Linked DNA regions of Zea mays: all the other regions are linked to region 1. Evidence: chromatin contacts called from public Hi-C data. All regions are on one chromosome and are shown on one strand. Each heading gives the region's core, a stretch centred on a gene start, on an enhancer-like site or on the middle of the called end of the contact. The rest is flanking DNA. Distances are from core to core; before and after follow the strand shown. Region 1 holds the start of LOC542225 (calcium dependent protein kinase13). Region 2 holds the start of LOC100279970. Region 3 holds the start of LOC100275634.

Region 1 (3,969 bases), core at 423-2,922:
ACTGTTCTGTATTGTAGACTGCTCTATTCACAGAGTGGAGTTTGAATATAGATATAGAGAGATGATTAAGGGGGTGTTTGAATGCATTAGAGCTAATAATTAGTGACTAAAATTAGTTGAAACATCCAAATACCCTAGCTAATAGTTCAGCTATTAGCTATTTTTAGTAAATTAGTTAATAGTTAGGTAGTTATTTGTTAGCTAGCTAATTCCACTAATAATTTTTAGTCAACTAACTATTAGTTTTAGTGCATTCAAACACCCCCTAAGTTGTCGGAGATAAAGCAAGTATAATGAGTTTACTTTATGCGGGTCGGGATGCTACGGCCTGCTCACTAGTAGCGAGATAAAATCGGACTACTAATAGACTCTAAAACAACTTGTGAGAGTAAGAGGTGGACTAAGTGTTAAATGTATAACTTGTACCATGAGAGTGTTATTGTTGGCTATATGTGAAATGAGAACGCCATAAAGTCCATTGTACCCTATATATATTACTAGCAAGTTGCCCGTGCTTTTGCTATTTGTATATATCATATAAATATGTATTGAGCTATTCATTCAAATATAATTATTGTTTATTTCTAAACACTAAGATATGTGTAGTCTGGTCGTTAGTCCCAAATTTATAGAGTAGAGGCGTGTGTTCAAATGATCGCGGTAGCACCAAGTACCCAATTTCAGTACTTAATAGTAGCCGGGATTAACCTAACGCTGATAATTAGGGCAAGCACGCACGCATGTACCGCTTGGGGTTTGCTCCATGGAACATAAAAGCCGCCGACGGTAACTGACACCTGCAAGTTGTACCTAACAACACGTTTGTAACCTAGATTAAAAGCTTAATTAATGTCACGACGAAGCTTAATCGTGCACGCATGTCGGATCTCTCGGCGGGGCTAGCCAGCTTGAAAATGCGGCGTTTACATCTGAATAAGCTACACATGTGCAATGCAACTCCAGCCCACATCATACGAAGCTACCGAATTCAAGAAGGGAAATCCATCTTTCAGGATTCAGACGGCAGCTAGCTACACATGTGCATGCAGCTCTCTCATCTGAATCGACCGAGTCAAGCGATGACTTTTTCTTTCTTTCTTTCCTTCTTCTCCTTTTACTATTCAGTACTACCAGTGTGGCGGACAGACTGGAAAACGTCAACACGGTTGCATCGCATGTGTAGCTAGCTATTCAGCGTCGATCGAGAGACGAGCAACCGCGCGCGCTTGTGCTGCCGGTCAAGAACAACTTGGATTTGCTCCTCCTCTTCTTCTTCGTCGTCGTCGGTGCTGGAGCTGGGCTCTGCAGACTCGCGTGAAAAGTCTACTAGTGTTCTTCAAGCGGACTGACGTCACCCGCGCCGGTTTCCCACGCATGCCGTGGTGGCGCGGGCAGGTGGGGGTGAGTGGATGGCAGGTGGACCTGCGCCGCCCGGGGACCACCGGTCAGAAAGCCGTTTTCGGGTGAAAGAATGGAAAAGGGCAAAAAGAAAAATTTGGAAATGCAGTTGGTGATTTCACGGTCGCCTCCCTGGGACCCGACCCGGCCCGGCGCCCTGCCCCTCTCTCTCCTCTCAGCTGCCGCGCTGTAGCCTGTAACTGTAACCGAGGCGAGGCGAGAGAAATAACGGACGCCACCTCCTCCCCCTCTCTCGCCCGCTTCCTGCTCTCTCTTTCTCTTTCTCCCCTGCTTCCCCTTCCATTCCCGACGGACGACGCAACAACCCGCCTGCCCTGCCCTGCCTCACGCTCGCACCCGCGGCGGCGCGGAGGGCCGGAACCTAAACCCTAACCCTAGCGGCCCGCCCGCGATGGGGCAGTGCTACGGGAAGGCAGGCGGCGCGTCGTCGCGGCGGGCGGACCACGACGACCACGCCCACGCGGTCGCGCCGCCGTCCCCGCTGCCGGCCAACGGCGCGCCGCCGCCGCAGCCCGCCACGCCCGGGCGCCGCAAGTCCGGATCGGCCACGCCGGTGCACCACCAGGCGGCGACGACCGCCTGGCCCAGCCCGTACCCCGCCGGCGGGGCCAGCCCGCTCCCCGCGGGCGTGTCGCCGTCGCCTGCCAGGTCCACGCCCCGCAGGTTCTTCAAGCGGCCCTTCCCGCCGCCCTCGCCCGCCAAGCACATCAAGGCCACTCTCGCCAAGCGCCTCGGCGGGGGCAAGCCCAAGGAGGGCACCATACCGGAGGAGGGCGGCGCCGGCGTCGCCGCCGACTCCGCCGAGGCCGAGCGCCCGTTGGACAAGACGTTCGGCTTCGCCAACAACTTCGGGGCCAAGTACGACCTCGGGAAGGAGGTCGGGAGGGGACACTTTGGCCACACCTGCTCCGCCCTGGTCAAGAAGGGCGAGTACAAGGGCCATGCCGTCGCCGTCAAGATCATCTCCAAAGCTAAGGTACTCAAAGCTTTGCTCGTTGGGGGGGGGGGGGGGGGGGGGGGGTGCACTCCTCATGTCAAATTCCACCTTTTTGGAATATTTTGAAATTTCAAATAGTACCTCTATCTGTCGAGGTAACCGGCATGTGTTCGCGCCGAACCGAAACCTTGGTGGTTAAGGGGCTTTGGTTTACTAATTTTTACTCCATTTTATTTCATTTGTCTCTAAATTAACAAACACGGAAACTAAAACTCCGTAGTTGTTAATTTAGTGACTAAAATGGAACAAAATGGAGTGATTAAAAATTAGTCCCCAGGAACCAAACAAAAATGGTCCGGATTTTGCCTACTGAAGGATACTTTTGGGACTTCCTATTTCAATTTTGGAACTTTGCTCTTAAGTTGTTTGGCATTGGCGGCTTTTTGTAGGAAGTAACATAGGAAATCCTAGGATCTTGCATGGTACTTGACCAGTTGTATTTTAGCAATATGTTGTCTAGCGCAATATCTTCTCTTTTTTTGTGTGGTTTTAGGATTTTTTTGACTTTTCAAACAGTAGGGTTGCGCCATGAAAGCTTAATATATTTACTGTTCCATTGTTCAATCCCGATAACATGTCTCCAGTTGCTCCGCTAGATAGTTTGGCTGGTGAGAGTAAATTGTCCTAGTTTCTTGGTTGTGACACTGAGTAGGGGGTTTGACAGTTCTCAGCAGGTTCAGCTGATGCTGGAAATCATGCTAATCTTATGTTTTGAGAAAGGAATGCTTGTAGGAACTTTAGGATGCCGAATAGTACAGTGATTGAAATTATTGGCGAATTACCCAATTCTTGTCCGTTGTTAATTAATGATAAACAATACAGTGCATATCCTGATCTACTCTTTCATTCCCACCTTCTTGTTTGGTGAACAAAGGTCTGCATTTTCCAGCTGGATCCAGTGGAACTTTAGGAAAACCTAACTGATTGTGATTGTTCTATTAACGCATTGCAATTTGCCTTAGGAGCCTAGATTTGATGAAGGTGCCCAAGCTCCATAGGGGATAGCATCGCATAAATGAAACAAAATAAGAATGTCTTACATTGCATCATTCTTAGTAGTATTCTTCTTCATGAAGGAACAATATTGGACTTGTTGACTAGATCAAACAGCTGATAATTTAATAGCTTCTATCATTGTTTTCAGATCGCCTGATCGTCTGATCGATGCCACTGGGCGATCAAACGATTAGTCGCGATTAGGCGACAATCAGGGCGATTAGTCGCCGCTGATCGACCCTAATTGTCCATTGATCGTCCTATGTATTTCCAGGACATATATAGCACTATATATATAGATATTTACTTATATAGTATAGAGACTTGCTCAAAACAAGCACACGTATAGACAAGGCAGCAGTATAAATAGTCCAAAACAGCAGTATGAATACTTAAATTAGTCCAAAACAGCAATATGAATACTTGAATAGTCCAAAACAGCAGTACATCTCCAGCAACAATTCTATATGAAATTATGAAACTGCAATTCTACAACTTACTAGACCATGACTAAGAAGGCAACACCTATATGAGATCATCATACAACTGAAGTTTGA
Region 2 (3,969 bases), core at 982-3,481, 760 kb after region 1:
GTTGTACCGAGCAGGGCCATGTGATGACAATTCTAACAAAATCTGAAAGCTGTAAATGGTTCTCAGATATAGAATACACACCTGAATTAGTCCTTTAACACGCCAAACATTGTGCTTGAGAACAACAATGTGCCTATCTTCTGGGTGCATTGACTGCAGTTCTTTTCTCACGGACGCAATACTAACATTATGTTCTGCTGACAGTTGGACAGCCAAAACTTCTCCAGTGGCCTTAACATGTTTTCCTAAAACGACACGGGAATCCCCAACATTGGCAACATAAAGCATGCCACCACAAATTACACCGACCAGGCAGCATGAGCCGACAGCTGCTATCTGAGGCTTTACAGGCCATTGTTTGGTAACAATGGAGAAGAATCCATCTTCTGTAGCTTCATATGCCTTCTTCAGTACATCAGCAGACATTGCATTCTGCTCAGATGCAAATCCTAAATACAAGCCATGAAAAAATGGATGATCTCCTTTATGTGCAAACTGAAAGCCAAATGCAGATATAGTGCTAAGAAACGGGAATAGTGCTACTGCACAGATTTAAAGGTTAGCAAGTTACTTTTCAGATTCTGGAAAAGATGATCATTGATATAGCAGGCCGTCTCTGGACCACCATGCCCATCGTAAACACCAACGAAAGTGCCATATGGTCCAGAATCTAGAAAACTCAGTGGGCCCGACTCGATCTGACACTGGTCCTCAAGTAAGTTATTTGCCTGAACAACAGCCATGGAGAACTCCCCATTGACATGTTGCCCGGCGTCCTTGTACCATAGAAGTCCATCCTGCCTACCGGTAACATCTGAGCCTGTTCGGGCATGCCGGTTCGATGACGGTCGCCAGCACGCCCGTAACAAGTTCATCAATTTCACTAGCATCCCTCATCAGTCATCTCTTGCACATACGCCCTTCGAGCCCGCTTCATCTGTAGTCCAAGAAAACCTCAGTTGGATTTGTCAGAGCGCCAATAATTTTCTTCTATCTGTCCTGTAACAAAAACAACTAGAAATGAACCAAACACAGCTATGGCTTATGAACGTCGGTGAGAACTGAGAAGTCCATTGTCTTTCGGTCTGAAAGCACAAATTCAATAATAAGTGGATAACATTATTTCTTTTTATTTCATATCAGTTAACAAATAGCACTACAGGTATTATATCAATGTTGGCATAGCTGCACTCTAAACCTCCTTGAATCCCAGGAATCTCCTTTTTTAAAGGACTAGGCTAGAAATGGAAATAAACATGACATGCCACTCCAACAATTATTCAAAGCTAGCTCCGGACATAAGGATACTCGAATGACAAATGCAGAATTTTGTACGACTCCTTCCAGCGGACAAGAAAATATATCTAGTAGAGGCGTGTAAATGGCAATCAAAGCCAACCCCCCAGGAACTATAATTACGCAAAGTCTCCTCCCCTCGCCAGGTAAAAATTGTTAAGCTCTGCCTGGGTCCTTCCTTCGCGACGCGGATGAACTGCATCGTCAAACAGGGAAACTAAAGAGACGATTGCACACCACAATTGGCACATTAATTTCGCCGAAAACACTATACTCCTCTTCTGAGCCGTGTGGTAGGCACCCCCGTCAATTGGAGAAACAAGACACGATTTCTTAGCCCACGAACTAAAAAAACACAAAATTGGAACGATACCACGGCACTCAAGCGCCGAGAACTGATTGAGATCAGGAGGGAGGGTGCCTGTCACCAATCCTGGGGGCTGGGGTACGCGGCTCCAAGAAGGGGGAGCGGGAGGGATGGGGGGAAAATCGCACCTTTGCGTGGGCGGGGGGGGGCGCCCAATTGGCGGGCTCGGATTGGGATTCAGCGAGTAGGGGCGAGGGGCCTCGATCAGGTCGCTCGATTTGGGCGTCGCCACGCTGCTCCTCCTCTCCCCTGCCTCTGTGGCTCTGTCTCCCTCTCCTTCTGGGTCTCTGGACGACGGGAGAGAGAGAAGAGAAAATAGGAGAGGAAAAGGGACCGGAGCAACCGCGAAACGGGTCGGGTGGCGCGCTCACTACCGGCCCGGGCTGGCCCGACCCGAACCGACCCACAAGAGCTGAAATGAAGTTGGGGAGAAGCTGGAAGCAGGCAGCGGAGGAGGGGAAACTTGGGTGGAGTCGCGGACTACCGGCGGCGAGGGTGAGCTGAACTGGCGGACGGCGGTGGCGCGAAGCGAAGGCGTGATGTGGGCCGAGGCAACAGACACACGCACACGCTAGACTGCTAGAGGATGTCGTGTGGTGTGGGTAGACAAGTAAAAAAAAAGACAGAGGAATTTGAGAGCAGCGCCCCTAGGAAAAATCTTACTTTCATATCTGCCCCTGTCAAAACCTCCCTGCTGAAAAATATCTGGCCCAATTCACTGCCTGTTCATCCGTTCAGACTGAGGAAAAAAATCGTTATCGTTGTGTAAATGAACGATCATCTATCTGATCTGTCAATGTGTTCACATGTGGATGCAGTTAGTTGGTCGCACTTGGAAGATGATGGCTGATGATGATGCCGGCTCCGTCGAAAAGCCACGAGCTTGGCAAAAGATCACGGCCACGGTTTTGACCAGATTTATTGGCTGCAACCGAGCGGGCCACAAACTCTCTGAACCACATCTGAGACTGGACATGGACAGAGCTCTGAATCTTTGCTTCTGAACTCTGAAAATTCAGCGGCTGATATGAGATGCCAGACACAACAAAAGCATGCCCAGTTGTCAACAACGTCCATCTTTTTGCGCTGCTTCTATTCTATCAGAAAACAACATGATGGAATGGAAAATGTGCTGGAGCTGGCTGAAGAGCCTGCACCTTTCGCATGTGCCCACTGTAGCGTAGACACAGTGCACCAGTCCTCCATTCACTGCATGGCTTTCATTCGGGCGCGCCCACACTGACCACGACTGGATCTTGTCAAGGCAGAGATAGATGATCAGCGCTGACCAGTTTTATTAGAGTGAGAGGGTGTTAGACTGTTAGTACGTTCAATAATAGCCTACCTACTGTATGTGTCTCATTGATTGGTGATAGAGCGAATTCCGCTCTGAAAACCAAGGTGAGGGCCTGCTTCAAACACAGGAACATCGCGGGAATTATGTAACAATTTTATAGAAATCATTTTAAATTTTTACATGAAAATCCCATAAATAAGAAAATATAAATCCCCACGTTCAAACAGGCCTGAGGTTGAGCCAGACTTCCGAGCTAAGATAGGATGATTGATTCTATTGTTGGAATATGAGTGAACTCTCACGGGTTACTAATAAACTTTAGGGTATGTATAGCGTTTCTCCAAACACAAGAGATAATTAAGAGACTGTATTATACAATGAAGTGTCTATAAATGGAGTCTATTAATAAATACATAAGTAAATGTGTTTGTACAACATAGGATGGATAGAACAGACGACGAATTCGTACAATGGGAAGTGAGACGTCTGTTGCTATTTGGTTTACGAACCAGAGACGTCTTTTCACGAAGAGACGGCTCCACGATTTTTTTTTTGCAAATGTCTCTTTAGACATCTCAAAAATATCTACATTAAACACCATTGTGCATGCCCTTACAATTAGATTGACTATGTTTAACTCTAGCTATAATTAAAACTGAGCATCTTATAATCCAACTATAATGCAAGCCAAGCGTAACTTTATGCTATATGGTTATACCTACGGGTGGTAATGGATCATAATCCAAATATTTCTTCACAATTCATTTGAGATCTTAATAAATTCTAATTAGAAAATGAATCTATATCACTATATAATCCACCAATTCAAACTTTGTAAAACTCAGCTTACCAAATCACGCCACGCCTATAATCTCCACTAAATCCACCAAACAAATTGCACTCAGACTTAACACACTTCCATAAACCAACGAATCTAATTGCTGGATAACCCCCCTCCTACTCACTTAAATCCAATGAACAATGTTATTTGGATCATTCGTCATCCCTT
Region 3 (3,969 bases), core at 889-3,388, 530 kb after region 1:
TGGTACGTGTTCCACTGGCGACGAACTTCAACTCTACGGCAGCGACGGTTGGAAATGCACTCCTCTCGTCATCGGCAAGGGCGCACTGTTTAGCGCCACCACATTCCACTACAGGGCGCCACGAGGGCGCCTCCGCTGGTTATTGTTGCGACCTATTCCAGGTGTTCGTGTATGTGCCCCCCTTTCGTCCAGATGGCATCCATGGGATACAGGTGGCTGCACACGTGCAAGTCCAATGCATGGAGTGTGTCTGTCTTATCTTATGGGGGTCAAAAAAATCAGAATCAGAATAATAAGATAAGCCTAGATGTAAAAGACTTGTCTTCTAGGTGTCTAGTTTTGTGTCAAGTAGACTCGATCTTTGAGCATCCATCATGCTGCAGCTCGATGACGAGCTGCTTGTCCAAGATGGGTAGTGTCAGGGCCCAAGAAGACCCACGAAGGGACTACAGCACCAGCAGTCATAGACCCTCCAAGTGGGGTTAGATAATGATAGTTAGAAATAAGATTAATTGAGATTATTTAGAAATGTTATCAGTTAGTTTGTTAATAGTTTTTATAATAGTTTTAAGGAGATAAGGATCTCTAGCTAGATATAGACGACTAACCGGCCTATTTACGTAATTCATTAGAAATAAAATAGACAAGAATTAGAAGTGAGAAACCCTCTTCTTACTCGGCCGTAGGCAAAGGCCCCCTGCCGACGTTCCTATCCATCTCCAATCTCTCACCGACCTAGCCAATTCATCCTCGGATGGATCCCTTTATACAATGACAAGCACAACAAAGTGTTCTTTTTAATCTTATTCGCTACCTTGGTATTTCTGTCACATGACCACCCTAGGATTTTTTTCCCTGTGTTGAATTGTGTAGCCGAAACGCAGACTGAATCCAATGCATAGAACTGACTGCGTGCTTTCAAGGCCTGAGTGACGACAAGAAAAGGAAACATCGCCTGTTTTGTTTTGTTAGCTTTAACCGCTAGGGGATGGGCCATCACTGACAGCAAGACAGCAAAAAAAAACCAATACAAAACAAAACACAAATGATGGGAGAGGACGAGGAGGCATCAGAGTCATGGAAGAGGAGCAACATGGCTAAGCCTCTGGGAGGCAGCTTCTGCATCTCAAGCAGGATGCACATGTCGTCATCTGCCTCAAGAAACTAAAATCTGATCCAAACATATAAATCTCTCACGAGACCTGGACGGGCGCTGCAGGTTAATTCCTAATCCATCGATTAAGGTGTGGGGTGGTGGGAGCGAAGCAGGCAGGCATCAGAGTCATGGAAGACGAGCAACACGGCGTGCCTCGTCACGGAGGCAGCAGCTTCTGCTTCGTAAGCATGTCGTCATCTGCCCCCAGCATGCCCCCGCACCAACCCAATCCAATCAATCAAATCAAATCCCGAGGAAGAACTGCAAACGAGGAAGAACTGCAACAACAAAAAAAACGCGCAAGTGGGCATGGATGGAACATGCGTGTTCTCTGAACAAGAAAACAGAAAAACATAAAGAAATTGTTGGCGGCGGCGGATCGGGAAGACGAGATGGCTACCCCCACCCGTGCGGTATTTATGGACAGATGGTGCTAGGGTTGGGTTGGGTGCCCTCGGCCGCCCTCCATTCTCCGCGATGACACCTGGACATATCTTGGCCGTCCGATCTATAGTGGCATAGGAGCGAGAGAATCGTGCGAAAATAGAGTAAGCAACCGATGTCGGATGCCCGTGCTGCTACAGTCAGAGTCAGCCTAATTTGATAGAAGTGCTGCTAAATACAGTTGTTTGCATCGACTACTACACGAGACGCGCACACACTGCACGCAACGCGTTGTTGCCTTGCCGTTGTTCTTCTCCTTTTTGCACAACGTCACAATGATCCGTCGTCGTTGCTTCCAGTTCCAGCAGAGGGGGTGTACGACTGCCACGTGCCGCATGCAGCACACGCCACGTGCTTCGTGGTGGTAAGCCACAGCGACGGATGACGCACGCAGCTGAATTAATTGCTTGACCGGACGAGCACGAGCACGATGATGGCGGGCGGGGCGTGGGACGGGAACAGAAAGACGGAAACGGAACGAGTCAGAGGTTGCCCAGTCCACGAAACAAAAAGCGACCCACCCCAAACCCAAACCAACCCTGCCGACTGCCGTCGTGTCGGCTCGCCAACGCCAATCCCACCAGGCCACCACCACGCCACGCACTGCGCCTCCCTCCCTTGCGTCCGCCTCTCACCCGCAACTTCAAACCCGCCGCCACCTCCGGGGACCAGCAACCCCAACTCCAGCGCTGGGGAGGAGCGACGACGAGCTGCCCGATTCCACCACCACCAGCAACTTGAGGAATAGCCTCCTGCCTCCTGCCTCCAGCAGAGCGCGTGTCCCTCCTGCCTGCCGGCTACATTCGCCCGACTCCGACTCCGCTGAGAAGCCAAGCCAGCCATGGGGTGCGTGTGCTCGAGGCACTTCCCGGAGGACGCGCCGGGCACGCTGGCGGCCGCCTACGACGCGCGCCGCGGGAGGTACGGCCCCGGGAACTTCGACTCCGGCGAGCTCGCCATCCCGCCGCCCCACTCCAACAAGGTACATCCCCATCCTGATCCCCTGCCCCCCGCCTCGTGCATGCTGCTGCGTTGCGTACGTGCCGCGGCTCTCGCTGCTTTTCGAGGTGCGGACAGCGGACGGTACTGCTGCTTCAAATTCAAGGTCACCTTGCTGCTGGGAGTTGGACACACCACCGATTTCCTAGCGAGACTCTCGCGGGCTCACCACAATCCTCGTCAGAGTTCCTATTTTCCGACCAACCGATTGATACGCGAACAAGGGCGTGCTCGCTATACGTACCATACAGATACAGATACATACAACAAGTCAAGCCAATAATTAGTAGAATACAAGCCTGCATGTCGGCATACATACAGTACTACAGTGTGAAGTCAAGCTTGGCGGCCCTTTTTCTTGCAAATCTCTCTCCCAGCCAGGGATAAGCGAAGCCGGTGCTTAATCTACATTCACGTTGCTGTCAGCAAAAGTCTGCCCTCTGGAACGGATGGTCAAGCCTGCGACTGCGACCCACAACGCGAAATTGTGTCTGACCGCTCTTCTGCTCTGTGCCGCTTTTGGAGTCGCCAAATCATACCATCTTACGTTCGGTTTTCCGGATTGTTTCCCTAATTTATATAAGTTTTGATCACCTGGAATCGGTCACCAGTGCATTCCTGGATAAACGAACAACTCTTCCGGAGGCACGAAGTTTCCAGTTTTTATTCGCAGCTAGGAGGGGTCGTTGCTCTCCTCCGAATGTGCAAGGAGTCTCTGTCAAACTACAAACCATGGCACGATGGACAAACACTAGTCGTGTTGCGTATTGCTGTCAGCATGTGTAGACAAAAACTGGGATAAGCAGCGGCTAAGTCATTGGGCATGACAGGAATCTCATAGCTAATGATATAAAAAACGAGGGCACAGTAAATTCAGAGAAGCAATCCAACAGCTTCCAAGGACTGGCATCTCCTTTCATATTTTGACCAAGCTCAGTCAAAGTTTCATGTTTCCATGATCTAGTTGCATGAACTTTCATTTTTTTAGTAGTGCTGTTTCATAAGTCATAACTTTTAACATTTCATACCAGAATAGCATTCTTAGAATATATAAACGTTGCTTTATATGTCACGAGCTCACCTAATGTCACCTAACTACAAACATTCTTTTCCTGATGTCATTTTGCACAATAGCTAGTTAGATTTCCATTTGTAGCTGACGAAGTAGAACTAAGAGATCATTACATGAGAGCATAGCGGTAGGTCTTTTCACATGAACTCTGACATACTAAGTTCTGCCAGGTATCAGACACAGGTACATTTCTGGGAAGAGCTAGCATTGCTGCCGTTGAAGTGTTAGACACGCTCGGGAGTAGCATGACAAGCTTGAATCCTGGCAGCGGCTTTCTCTCCGGAGGAACCAACCGGGG

The links. A called contact is a pair of places that touch in the nucleus more often than the background predicts.
Region 2: a Hi-C map of ear shows a contact between it and region 1, with 3 times the contacts expected there. The contact joins the promoter of LOC100279970 here to the promoter of LOC542225 in region 1. A contact is called at or near these places in 2 of 25 Hi-C or Micro-C datasets (ear and endosperm).
Region 3: a Hi-C map of tassel shows a contact between it and region 1, with 2.5 times the contacts expected there. The contact joins the promoter of LOC100275634 here to the promoter of LOC542225 in region 1. A contact is called at or near these places in 5 of 25 Hi-C or Micro-C datasets (bundle sheath, ear, leaf and 1 more).

The regions. Positions count from the first base shown.
Region 1 is chr6:94,059,232-94,063,200 of Zm-B73-REFERENCE-NAM-5.0, reverse strand. It overlaps LOC542225 (calcium dependent protein kinase13), which reads left to right and starts at 1,672. Exons shown (of 11, transcript NM_001111835.2): 1 at 1,672-2,395. The coding sequence starts at 1,811.
Region 2 is chr6:93,298,649-93,302,617 of Zm-B73-REFERENCE-NAM-5.0, reverse strand. LOC100279970 reads right to left here and starts at 2,231. Exons shown (of 5, transcript NM_001152918.1): 1 at 1,792-2,231; 2 at 572-999; 3 at 82-449. The coding sequence starts at 890.
Region 3 is chr6:93,527,820-93,531,788 of Zm-B73-REFERENCE-NAM-5.0, reverse strand. It overlaps LOC100275634, which reads left to right and starts at 2,138. Exons shown (of 11, transcript NM_001374092.1): 1 at 2,138-2,582; 2 at 3,842-3,969. The coding sequence starts at 2,442.